Regions from separate parts of the Gossypium hirsutum genome. Here all the other regions are linked to region 2. Evidence: chromatin contacts called from public Hi-C data. All regions are on one chromosome and are shown on one strand. The core of a region is the stretch at or near the end of the contact, and the rest is flanking DNA. Distances in the headings are between cores, read along the strand shown.

Region 1 (4,526 bases), core at 260-2,759, 370 kb after region 2:
CAATTCAAACAATCAATTTATTTACTTAATTTACATGTCCTGGTAAAATTAACAGAAATTTATCAGACCTGGAAAAAGGTTTGAAAGGCAGCTTCCGCCATTCCTGCTCTGGCCTAGTCAACGTTTTGGTCAAGTAATACATTATAGAACTTGCAGTCTTAAAAAGATCTTATTCAAACTTCATAAGTTTCGGGTGTGTAATTCAACAATGGTAATCAGAAAAATTAATCTAAGACTAAGAGTTTCCCTTTTCACAATATATTCAACCAATTAATAGGTTTAGAAATAACTAATAATCATTCAGCTTAAGTTTCAGACACCTATTCATCACACCATTTTAAATCCATGTAATTTGTAGAAATCAGAAAACAAAACCGACTAAAATGGTCATCACAACTAATAAACAAGTTCTTGAATGCAAAAAAAAAAAACAAGGGGCATCTGTTTGAGAACCTAATACAAATTCAACCAATCATCAGCCATAGACATAAACATCTTACCTAGCGCAGCATCAACCAGAAACTAGCTTAACAAAAATGCAGATTGCATTAAGTAGTATGAGAGGAACTCTCATGTATTGAGTGGCGTAAATGAGACCAATAAGTTGCCCTTTAAATGACTTTGTACGCCCTGCAGAGAAATCCGAGAAACTCCATCCTCTGGGAGCAAGAAAACGATCCTCATTTAATATTGCCAAAGCATTTGCAAGAAGCAAAAATCCTTCTAATAACGTCCACAAGCCCATTTTCTGCATATTAAAGGGTTTCTATTAATCTTCAACCAACTTCTAAAACATTTCACACAAAAGCGTAGCCATGAAGATAAAGAAAAATCCATCAATTATGAATCCGGAAAACAAAACAGAAATAACATAAAGATTCTTAAACACGCAGCAGGCATAAGTAACTAAAAAACCCATTACAGCATCTTCAGTTTCAGCTAGAATAAACTTCTAAATGCAAACATAACATCAACGATAATTGAGTTCATTTTGATTTCTAGAACACCAATAAGGTGATTTAGTAAAACCCCATATTCCATAAGCAAGCTATGGAAAAGAGGGTAAACTCAGAAAAGCAGATCAAAGGGATTCCGATGTTGACTAAAAATTAAAACCCATTCGAAAAATAAATACTTTGTTGGATTTAGAGGGACTAGATCCATGGGTTCTTATCTATATATAGAAAACAAAAACATAATAAACAACTTAAAATCTATGGAATTTGAAGGGAAACAAAAAGCAGATCATGATTTCTAAATAAAAAGACCATGTTTAAACATTGAACAATACAAAGCATCAGAATGAAAGAGATTAAAGGGAACATTGAGAAAATAAATAAAGAATTAAAGGTTACATGCAAAAGAAGTGAAGATATGGGTGCTGCAGATTGAGAGAGTAGGTTCCTTCCTTGCAACTGTAAATAGATTCGACATTTAGAAATGGAAAAGGACCCGTAAATAAATCCGGTTTGAAATGGGTCGGTTCGGATCCATCAAGGCACAAAAGGGTAGTACTTTTAAGACCAAACACCCAAATGTAATTTCCCCCTACTACCCAAAGCCCAAATGTATGGTTTCTTTTTTATGTACCGATATATTAACCTGTATTTAATGGCACTAAAATAATATTAAAGAAAATTGAAAATAATAAATTATATAAGTAATTCATTAATACAAAAAGGCTTAAATAAAAAATCGGTACTTGTCCACTTCTCCCAAATTGATACTTAAGATTTTTTTTCCTAGGTTAGTACTCAAACTTTTTTTTTGTCAACTAAATTAGAACTCAAATGTAATTCGTTCGTTTTTTTATAATGTGGCAACTGGTTAATCGTTAGGCGTCAAGTGGAGTCCTATTTGGCAGTGATTGGGTCTTCTTTTTTTTTGCTTGGAAAATAAAAATTGAATACTTTTTTCCATTAATTATAATAAAAATTACCTTAAATCATTTCACCCGATTATTTAACATTCTAATCTTTTTATTTTTTTCTACCTATTCATCATTTTCTAATATTTTTGTTAATATTCTTTTAGGGTTTATCCTGATAACACGCCCAATTCCCATAACTAGAGTCGAAGAAGAAAATAAGGAAAAATGGCTTCACCAACCAACAAAAAAATCAAGTGGTCAAATGAGGTTGTGTACTATCATTGTGGGTTAAGAGCTCCTGTTTGCAACGTGAATACTCCACGGAACAAAGGGAGAAAATTATTTAGGTGTGCGAAGTTCAAAAATGTAAAAGTTTGAATTTTAATTGTTGGGTTGAAGGAAATTAGGGTTTGTGCATTGGTTGTGTACTACCATTGTTGTGTGTGCAAAAAAACAAAAGGCTTTGTGATTTTGGTTGAATATTTTGTGTAATTTAGGGTTTAGTGTTTTAACATGTTTTGGAAATAAATTTGAATTATTTTGTTTCAAGTTGGAAATATGTAAATTTTACCTTAGTTACACATATATGCTCTATTTTTTTTTTGTTCTATGTGAGAAAGGAAAACTGAGGGTTGTGATTTTTTCCAATGGGTTAAATTGAACGGTAACAATATGAATTCAATGGGAGAAGAACAGGGATGCATAATTGATAAAATAATTTTGCAAAATAAGATGTTGTTGACAGAGAATGGGAGATTAGGATTTAAGAACAATGAACTCAATATAAAAGAAATGCAAAGAATGCAATTAAAGGTAACTCGTTCAAAAGAAAAGATCACATTGTACAAGGCTAATATGTCAAGAAATAACAAAGTAATATTTGCTTATAAGATGTTAATTGTATCATGGATGATGTTCCGGGTATGTTGCTTATGGATGGTGATTTGTTGTCTATGTATTTGTTGCACTTATGAGTTTTTGTGCCAATATGAGTGAGATTTTTCTCAATTCCTCATATTTTTATTTCACTATAAATACTTAACACTCTCTTTGCTTTTATCCCTTTCTATGCTTTTATCACACTCACAATGCTTCTGTGTCAAGCTTATAGAAGCTTCTTTCCTTAAGCTGTCTGTTGGTAAGTTCTTAAATTCTTCTTTAAGTTTACTAGATAGAAAGGAGTTGTTGTAAGAGCTATTCAGCAGGGCTTTCATTTGAATACTACATAGGAAGGAAAGTTCCATCCCTAAATTATTTGTACGTTCATTGATTCATGTTATTTCATTAAGTTTTAGTTATTCTTATATTTAAAAGAAGTCATTTGATTATTTTAGCCAAAGATAGGGGAGAAAGTCCTGGTGCTAAAAGGAAAGAACCCATTGAGTAGGAAAGTTCTAAGTGAATATTTCTGGTGAGTTCCTTTATACCTTGAGTCTGTTATTTACATTATTTCATTTAAGTTTAGCTACTATATATCTAGGTAAGTGGCTTTGACCCTTGATCATGACTTGCATCAAAAGAGACGTGTTTAAAGAGTCGATGCATGCATGGTTATAGGCAATAAATCAGAAACAAAATTCATGCATGTGCATGGGTATAAATACTCATTCCTTGATACACAAGATTTGTATCTAGAATGGTGTAAGGAGGTACTAGAGGGTTGCTATGTATAATGATGAAAAGAAGACACATGATATCATGTTTTTCCTCCAGTATGACACTCTATTGCAAATCGTGACTAGCGAATATCCAGCCTTGCGGGGGAACACTTATGTGTTTGAGTACAATGAGGAATGATGGAGGTATGGGGTCCAATTTACATCCCCAAGCATACGAGCCATATGAAAGAGTCTCGCATCTCTTAAATATGGTTCAATTAAAGCCGTTGGAGGAGTGGATAATAGATTGCGAATATGTCCCCAAAATTAGGTCTTCCATCTAATTATAAAAAAATACAAAATTTTAAATTTCAATATAACAACTTAATAATGAAATTAAATTAGATTTAAAAAGCATATAAATATTTTCTTACCATTTGCAATTTGAATGCCGAAATGTGTTTGCCATCCAAACAAATAAGAGAATTGGCCATTAAGAATTTTAAAAAACAATTAAATTTCATAATACAAAATTAAATAAAAAAAGCCTTAAGACAATTTTAATAAAAATTGAGAGAATTAAAAAAAATAGAATTGAGGGTTTTTAAATAGGTTTTTTTTTCTCGTTGGGGGTGAGTAGTCGTTGGAATTCAATTGTTGTGGGGTAACCGTTGGAATTCGATCATTGTGGGGTAGTCATTGGGGAAAATACGTTCAACTGGAAGCATTTTCTTGCAATGTTCATTGAAAACGTGTCCAGCTCAGCGCGATTTCAAAAAGTGGCATACTTTCAAAATATTTAAAAAAAACAACCTCATCCGATAAATATTATAAAAAATAGCATTTTCTGCTAATTCACCCCTATTATACGGTCAAAATTACCCTTCTAAATTTTCTCTCATGTTGTAATATCGGGGAGCCTTTGTCGATTGGTTTCAATCGTCGGTGACGACCTTTTGACTGTCCACCAACCTCTTTTTTCCTTCGCTCTTTTGCTCTTTTGCTCTTTTCTTTTCCCTTCTACTATCTGTTTGCCTTTCCTTTCGGCAAAATAACTC
Region 2 (4,119 bases), core at 225-2,724:
TGATTCTCTTCTTTTAAATTTTAAATTCTAACTTTGTGGTTTCTTGTGCTACATCCTTGGCTTTTGCATCAATAGGTGGTTAAAGGCCATTTACGTGGTGATGGTGCCAAAATTCATTGGAGTTAACTTGTTGAGGAGTCGAGTAACTCAAGTAGTAGACCAGAAAAGTTCTTTTTTTTTCTCCTTCTAACAGTTGGAGATGTTTTCTATATCCTAGGACAGGTGTTCAAGACGAGAGTGTTTAGGAGTTAAAAGTCATTATCAGCCTATTGCATGTTTATAGTAAGGGTTAGGTTAATATTCGAATCGAATTATTATTATTAAATTACTTTTAATTAATAATTAAATTGAAAGTTTTTTAAATACAATCAAATCGAATATTTTAATTAATTTGGTCGGTTAACCGAATTTTATATATTTTTGTCTTTTAGTTAAAATAAGTATAAAAATATAAAAAAATTATATTACTAATGTTCATTTTCTTTTATTTAATAGTTCAAAAAACTTTAAATGAGGTGAAGACAACAAATAAGATATTAAAAATATTACAGAATTATTAAAAGTCAACAACTAAACACTACGTAAGTCTTGAAAACAATAAATATATTTCAGTTAATTGGTTAATTCGATTAATTACTGAATTTCGAACCAAATTAACCGATAATTAAATTTTTAAAAATTCATTAACCGGCTTCAACCGATTAATTAGATTTTAACCTAACTGTGAATCTTTCTGGCAGTATTCTTTTGGCCAAGTATTCATAACTATTAATGGTTTGTTTAAGTTAGGGGCGACACCACCTCCTAAACAGGAAATTTTATTTTTAATCCTTTAAATTTTTAAAATTGTACATAATAAAATTTTACTTTCAACTTCTAAAAATAATAAAATTATAATTTAATCCTTTAAAAAATTATAAAATATAAATCATTAAAATAATAAAATTATATTTTAACTCTTATAAAAATATACAACTTAATTTCAGTCTTTCCATAAAAATTTCCTACCTTCGTTAGTTCAAGTGGAGTTTGACTAAGGTGCTAAAAAGACACAATAATATTAATTTTATAGTTTTTATAATTAAAATTATAATAAAATAAGAAAATATTTGATACACTACTACAAGTAGAGTCAAGAAGTTAACAAGTATTTTATAGAGTATAATAAAATATTAAAATATAAGTATTAAAAAACACAACAATTTTCTAAGATTATTTGTAAAATAAAAAATATATACCGATAATGTACATACTAACTTATAAAATATTTTTTTTTTTGAAGAATCAACTGGGCTTTTATAAAAGACTAAATCAGAAATACATAAAAAAACAGTCACCCATATTAATGGACTGAAACCCAAAAGAAAAACAACAAATAAACTTGAAAAAACTAAAGAATCAGGCCTAACCGATCAGGAAGGCCCCCTAAACAAAACAAAATTCAAATAAATAATAAAAAAAAGGAAACCTAATTAAATGCCCCGTCAATCACCACAGTTGGATGCCATTTTCTCTTGTCTTTTCATGTCACCATTTCAGCTTTTATGATAACAGTTCCCAAACATATCTTTACTCTTCTGCTATCAATTTCTTTGAAAACCTCTCTCATCTCTTTCATCTTGACTCTTCGGTTCTCAACCTGGCTGCCTTAGTCTTCGATTCTCCCTCCAACGATGAGCATGGTCCGGATCCTCCCCCTGCAGTTAATATCCTATTCCTCTCTTCAAGGCTTCTTTGGCAAGGAAATAGGCACAATCATTTTCTGATCTAGGGATAAAATGAAACTCGATATTCTGAAAATAAACCTTTTTGCTTTGAATGTCTCTGATGAACGCTCCTATAGTCAATTTGTCCGGATCTTTTGATTGGCATTTTTTTATCACTGTTTTAGAGTCCCCCACTATTTGTAAACTGTTAAAACCCATTGAAATGGCTAACTGAATCGCTTGTAACCCGGCATCTGTTTTCGCTGCTAGCGGTGTCGGTATATCGGAGTGGATAACCGTTTTGGATACCAAGATCACACCCCTTTCATCACGGACAGCCAGACCCGAAGCAGATCTGGAGGATCCCTTGTCAAAAGCCGCATCAAATAAGACAGTTACCGTCGTGCTTCTTGCCGTGTATTCATGACCTTTATCAACATTTAAGGTAAATTTTTTCTGTTCCACTCCATGCAACTCCGAAATGTAGCTGATGACTTGATTTGAGATATCTCTGCTTGTAGAGTTCTTTCTTTCGTAAACTAGCTGATTTCTGCATGTCCAGATTGACCATAGTACGTAACAGAAGAGTCGACATTGCTCAATATTTCCTCGTCTAAAAACCCAGGTGAGCCACTCCCATATACTGTTAAGATCATAATGACATACCCAGGCGAGATTTAAATTTGACCACACATCTATTGCTGTAGGACAGTGCCGGAAGATATGGTTGCTATCTTCCTCAGGGTTATGACATTTGGGACAGATAGCTGCTACGACCACTTTTTTATTCTTGAGATTTGATAGAGTAGGAATATAGTTCCATGAAATTCTCCAGTTTGTAATTTTAATTTTCGGAGGGAGATGTAAATTCCATAATTTCCTGTAGAAATCTCTAGTCTCAGTTTGTAAATAATTATTACTAGGACCCGAATTAGCCTCTTGTAATAGTTTATAGGCACTTCTAACTGAGAATTCGCCTGATGATTCCCCCCGGCACACACTTGAAAGTCTTCATAAGTTGTCTCTGCCAGAGGGATCTACAATATTTTCTTTGCAACGTCTGCATTAAAAGTACTAATGATTAAATCTGTATTCCAAGTTCTGCTAGCTGGATCAATCAAATCTGATACTGTCTAATATTTTCATTACTAGTCCCATTCTGTAATCTGTCTATTTTAGCTCCCAATATCCATAAGTCACCCCAAACGGAAATACGTTCCCTCGTGTCAACCCTCCAACATAGTCCTTTATCCAAATACCTTTTGTTGCCCAGACACTCTTCTAGGTAAGCGAAGGTAAATTTCCTAATTGCGCATTGGAGAAATCTATATTTGGATAATACTTTGCTTTTAAAACACGATTAAGCAAAGAATTATGAAAATTAATAAGACGCTACCCTTGTTTGGCTAATAACGCAATATTAAATTTATCCAGATTTTGAAAACTTAATCCACCATCATCTTTCAAAGAGCATAAACCATTCCAAGTACACCAATGAATGCCTCTTTTATCTCGAATTTTCTGCCACCAGAATTTGGCAAAAATGCCTTCTATTTCAGCACATAGAGATTTAAGGAGTAAGAAACATGCTATACTATAGGTTGGAATGGCTTGTAGAATGGCCATTATAAATACCACTTTTCTGCCTTGAGATAGATGTTTAACACTCCAGCAATCAATTCGTTGTTTAATTCTGTCTCTCAAATTTTGAAATGCCAACTTCTTTCTTCTGCCCACCTTATTAGGAAGACCAAGATATCTTTCTGGGACATTCGAACTTCGTACTCCAAGAATCCTGAAAATTGTTGTTTTGTCCCCCTCCTAGGTATTACTACTAAAGAAAACTGTAGATTTGCCTTAGTTAACGCATTGACTAAAACAATTCTCATATTCCGGCAAAATTTGCTTCAGTGATTGAGCTCCTCTTTCTGTAGCCTCCCTAAATAGTATGCAGTCATCTGCGAATAATAAGTGTGAGACCTGCGAACCACTTTTACTTACCTTGACCCCTCTAAGTATGTTTCTTCTCATAGCCAATCACATAAGAATAGAAAGACTTCTCCCACAAATTAAGAAAAGAAACTGACTCAAAGGGTCACCTTGTCTTAATCCACTTGTAGGACAGAAGCTATCTCCTACATGACCATTGAAAAGCACCGAATAAGAAACTGTAGAGACGCACTTCATTAAAGAGTCAACCCAACCTGGATCAAAACCTATTCGTTTCATAATTTCTCCGACAAAAACCTATTCCACTCTATCCTACACTTTATTTATGTCTAGTTTTACCGCTATAAATTTTTTCCCCTTCTTCTGCTTTAAAGTGTGAAGGATTTCATAGGCCAGCAACACATTGTCTAAAATCAATCTCCCTGGTACAAACACACTCTATGCAGGATCTATGCATTTATCA
Region 3 (4,391 bases), core at 1,571-4,070, 400 kb before region 2:
ATACTTGGAGAAGATGTGCATGTATGTGATGAAATATATAGCAACGGTGGCGTCATTTTGCCTCACAAAGAGATCAAATCCAGCATTTTGAAGCCTGAGATTGTCATGTGACAGAGTTCAATTTTCCAGATAATGCTTTTGTTCTTTCAGTTTTCTTTTCTTTTGCCATCCTAGACAGTTCTCCAAGTCTGAGTGATGTGTGTTTAGACGGTTCAGGGGTCATTTTTTCTGTTGTTTGATCATTTATGTGAAATATGTAATTTTAGTGTATGTTTATACAAATAAATTACCAGTTGGTTTATCGAATAAAGAAAGGTTTGTAGATCTTGGAATCAACCAAGTTAAATTCAAGAATGATTCTTTAATTTATTGTTGTCGGAAAATGTTCTTTTTAATTTTTATATTTTACTTGAACATTTTAGATGAATCGTTTTCTTCAAGCGAACTCGAACTAAACTTGAAATTTTATTTTTTCAAACTCCATTAGAGCTTAATTCGAGAAAAGTTCAAACTCATTAGACTAACTAATTTATCTAATAAAAGATTGTCGCAGGGGTTCCAAGTTGACCTGAAGGGGACAAGGAATGGTCAAATCTTCAAATGGTACCCTGTTATTAGGAAACCTGTATACGGATGGGGCGGTGCGTTCCTGTTCGGGCCTTAGTGACTGCTAGTGGCTTGCTTTGCAGTGCAGATGGAAATTGGGTGCATAGGTTCATGCTAAATATCGGACGTACGGACAGCCTTCAAGCGGAGGTTTTTTTTTGGGGGGGGGGTTCAAGATGATTTGCGGTTAGCCAAGGAGTTCAGGGTAGCTCGTTTGATTATTGAGTTAGACGAGTTATGGGTAGTTTAGCTGCTGTCTCGATCTTATGAGTATCAGCATCTATTAAATATGTATATTGGTGATTGCTTGGACTTGATACGAGAGGGATGGGTGATGGAGGTTCGGCATATTTTCCGGGAAGGTAACCATTATGCTGATCATCTCGCTAACTTGGCGCATGAAGGCACGGATGGGCTCCTCCGTTTGCCTAATCCGCCTGGCAGTCTTCTCCCTTCACTGCATGCTGACGCCCTTAGGCATGGGAAGCTTAGATTTTAGTCTTGCTGTGTTTCTGCTCCTTTTGTAGAAAAAAAAGAAGAGTAAACTGCCTGGTGATCAGCAAACTTTTGGTAGGTTTTAATTTGATCACTTAATTTTAAGAACTTTCAATTTCATCACCAATGCTTTTAAAATTTAAAATTTTAGCGATCGGGGCTTAAATACTTAACGGAAAGTTTACCGAAATTTTTTATTAGCCTAATGATAAATTAAAATTTTTAATATTTGTACATTTTATTAATTTAACTTTAAATTTAAAATTTTAATAAATTTAACCTTCAACCCTTATAAAATTTATCATTTAATTTTAATTCTAAAAAAGTTATTATATTTAAAAAAAAAATTGGATTTAATTCTAAAAGACTCTTATAAGAAATCAGTGACAAGTTGTTCCAATTTGGCTTCTTCAGTGTGAGATGATGGTATATTTTTATAAACAAGCCAAAAGTGGAACAATCAAACCCTTCAAGGGAAATTGAAACACCTGTGCAGATAGTTTCACAGGCATAAGGAAATCGGAGAAAAAAAACCCAGCAAGAAATAAGTCAAAAAGAACTAAATTAACCAACGGAACTATCAATCGAAGTAGCGAAAAACAATATCTAAAAGAAGCAACTATCCAAATTACAGGGGAAACCCATTAAAAAAAAAACACACACAGTTCAGACTCTTGCTTCTCCATAATTAACTAGGCCTGGTTGGGTAAGGAAAACGTTTGGGCGCATAGGTCTTTTCCATATTTTTTTCTTATTTTTACCTTTGGGGTTTTCTTCTCTTCATTCCAGTGCAAAAATTGAATAACTTTCAAAGCAAAGCACAAAATTGCAGAGACAGAACAGAAAAAAAAAAACAATTAAAAAGAAAGGAGAGAAGCTGAGAGGGAAGCAATTCACCGATTTGCTAGTAGAGAGAATACAGGATTATTGTTGTGCAAATTACAGAAGTTTGTGAAATTTTGTAAATATTGAGGGCTAAATGGCTAGATTTAGGATCAAATTGATAAAATGTATAAATATTGGAGGATTAAATTTATTATTAGACCAATAAAAAACTACCCACATCAAGTATTTAGCAGGGTGACAAAAATTTTAAAATTTAAAAACATTGATGACAAAATTGAAAGTTTTTTAAGTGGGGTGATCAAAATAGAACATACCTAAAAGTTGGATAATCACCTATCCAATTTATCCAAAAAGAAATTACATCAAAGTTACTTCATGTCCAACAATTGAGGTTTCATTGATTTAAAAATGTATGGTTTTCTTATTAAGATTTGCTGTTTCGGTTAACATAAATTCTAACCTTTAAATAAATATATATATATAACTCATTTAGTTTTATGCAACCTTTTATTTTTATATTTAGATTTTGACACATACACAATAACATGAATAATAAATAAATTTAAATATTAAAAAATTATAAATATAAAATTAAGGTTGGTTGAAATTGAATTAAATTTATGAGGTTTGTAATTTTTAATAATTTATTTAATTAAAATCGTAACAGACACATGCTTTTTTACCCATAAAAACTATATTTCTTTGAAAAATATCTAACAATAGTTTCAATAGAATAAATAATCTATCTAGATGCTGAAAATAACAATGTTTTCGAATAAACATAAGTAATCAAATGAAATAAACGACTCGTTAAGATCCCATGTCTAAAGCTAACATCATATAACCAGTTGAGACATTGTAGAATACGCTAAACCCGAGTGAATAAAGTTAGATTTAGAGATTTTATGGGCAAGTGCCCAATCCCAGACCAAATTAGGCCCAACAGGGGAAGCTTTTGAATATTGCCCATCAGTACCTCAACATGAATGCTGCCTTTAAAACAACCTAAAACCCTCTCCACCGTTCCTAAAACCCTAGCAACCTTTCTCCCCCATGGCTTTCACGTCCATTCTCCGGAAAACAGCTAACTCCTTAGCTCCACTCGCGATTCGACTCACCCGAGTCCAGAGAAGCTACCACTCTTGCATCTTCACGGCCTTGAACCATGGCCTCCAGTCTCAGCATCCTACTGTGAACCGTTTTTACCCAAACACCCTGCATTTCTCAACGGCTGTTGATTCTCAAAAATCCGCTTCTGATGAGTCTCTTCTCCGAGTTATTGAGTCTGAGATTCAGTGTGCCGAGGAGAGTGATGAATATGATCAGGTGAGTAATTAATTAGTTTTTCTTTTCCCCATTTTCTTTTATCATTTAGGGTTTATACGAAAGTAAGTGGAAAAATAGAACTTGGATTTTGGGTGTTTTGCAATCCAAATCGTGTCAACTGAAGACTTGTAGGGATTGAATTCAAGAGCTGTCTTGGAACATGGTAACACTCATTGTAGAACTTATATCCGACCCGAGAAACATAATTAGAAGCTGCTTTTAGTTGTTTACAATATGGTTATTGAAAGAATTTGTGGGGAAAAAAAACAGAACAATCGCTTAATAGCCAGTATTGATGTTAAGTTTTCAAGCTGAAATCGATGCTTTATTTTGAATTGTTTTTTAATCATTTAAAAAAAATTGTTTCTTCACAGGCTGAAGGAACCCCAAGTGAATTCCCTTTCAAAATCGAAGACACTCCTGGGCTTCAAACCATAACATTGACACGAGAGTATGATGGTGAACTCATCAAAGTTAATGTTCACATGCCTGATCTTGTCACTGGTGAAGGCGAAGCGGATGATGACGATGATGATGACACTGAAAAGCCTAGTAAATCAAATGTCCCATTGGTTGTTAATGTCTCAAAAAAAGGCTGTCCGAGTTTAGAGTTCAACTGTACCGCTTACCCTGATGAGATTACCATAGATAGTTTGTCCGTTCGAAATCCCAACTCCGAGGATGAACTCGCCTATGAAGGCCCAGATTTCTAGTAAGCCTATTCAATACATTGTGAAATTGGAATATTGATTTGCATGGAATGCGATTACTAATGTTCTTGTTTTGCAGTGATTTGGATGAGAACCTGCAGAAGGCTTTTCACAAGTATTTGGAGATCCGAGGAATCAAACCGAGCACCACAAATTACTTGCACGAGTACATGATTAATAAGGATGGCCGGGAGTATATTCTGTGGTTGAAGAACCTCAAGAAGTTCATTGAAGAATGAGTAGTTTATGAAAAATGGTAAGGTCAAACTAGCACCGTTCCGAGTTGTTGTATGAACTAAGATACGAGTATTTTTATCTATTTTTAAAGAGATTAGGTCGTCTTTTTGGGTTAGAATTCGGTCCATTTCCGGTACACATTCTTCATTGTCATTCACATGGTGAAGAATC

The links. Hi-C and Micro-C count contacts between places; a contact is called where the count stands out from the background.
Region 1: a contact with region 2 is called in a Hi-C map of leaf, with 2.2 times the contacts expected there. The contact joins the promoter of LOC107957118 here to the enhancer-like site in region 2. A contact is called at or near these places in 6 of 34 Hi-C or Micro-C datasets (callus and leaf).
Region 3: a contact with region 2 is called in a Hi-C map of leaf, with 2.3 times the contacts expected there. The contact joins the promoter of LOC121229563 here to the enhancer-like site in region 2. A contact is called at or near these places in 15 of 34 Hi-C or Micro-C datasets (anther, callus, leaf and 1 more).

What each region holds. Positions count from the first base shown.
Region 1 is chrA05:95,538,969-95,543,494 of Gossypium_hirsutum_v2.1, reverse strand. LOC107957118 (immediate early response 3-interacting protein 1) reads right to left here and starts at 1,509. Exons shown (of 3, transcript XM_016892559.2): 1 at 1,356-1,509; 2 at 501-748. The coding sequence starts at 745. The coding sequence ends at 512.
Region 2 is chrA05:95,910,831-95,914,949 of Gossypium_hirsutum_v2.1, reverse strand. No RefSeq gene overlaps it. Among protein-coding and RNA genes, the nearest start is that of LOC107957125, 4.2 kb to the left of the region's middle. Within about 2 kb of position 1,474, at least 7 of the 9 cell types and tissues checked have an H3K27ac peak or open chromatin away from gene starts, as enhancers often do. A contact at or near this core is called in leaf, where this site is marked.
Region 3 is chrA05:96,307,111-96,311,501 of Gossypium_hirsutum_v2.1, reverse strand. It overlaps LOC121229563, which reads left to right and starts at 2,820. Exons shown (of 3, transcript XM_041114169.1): 1 at 2,820-3,273; 2 at 3,648-3,985; 3 at 4,063-4,391. The coding sequence starts at 3,001. The coding sequence ends at 4,222. It also overlaps the pseudogene LOC121229564.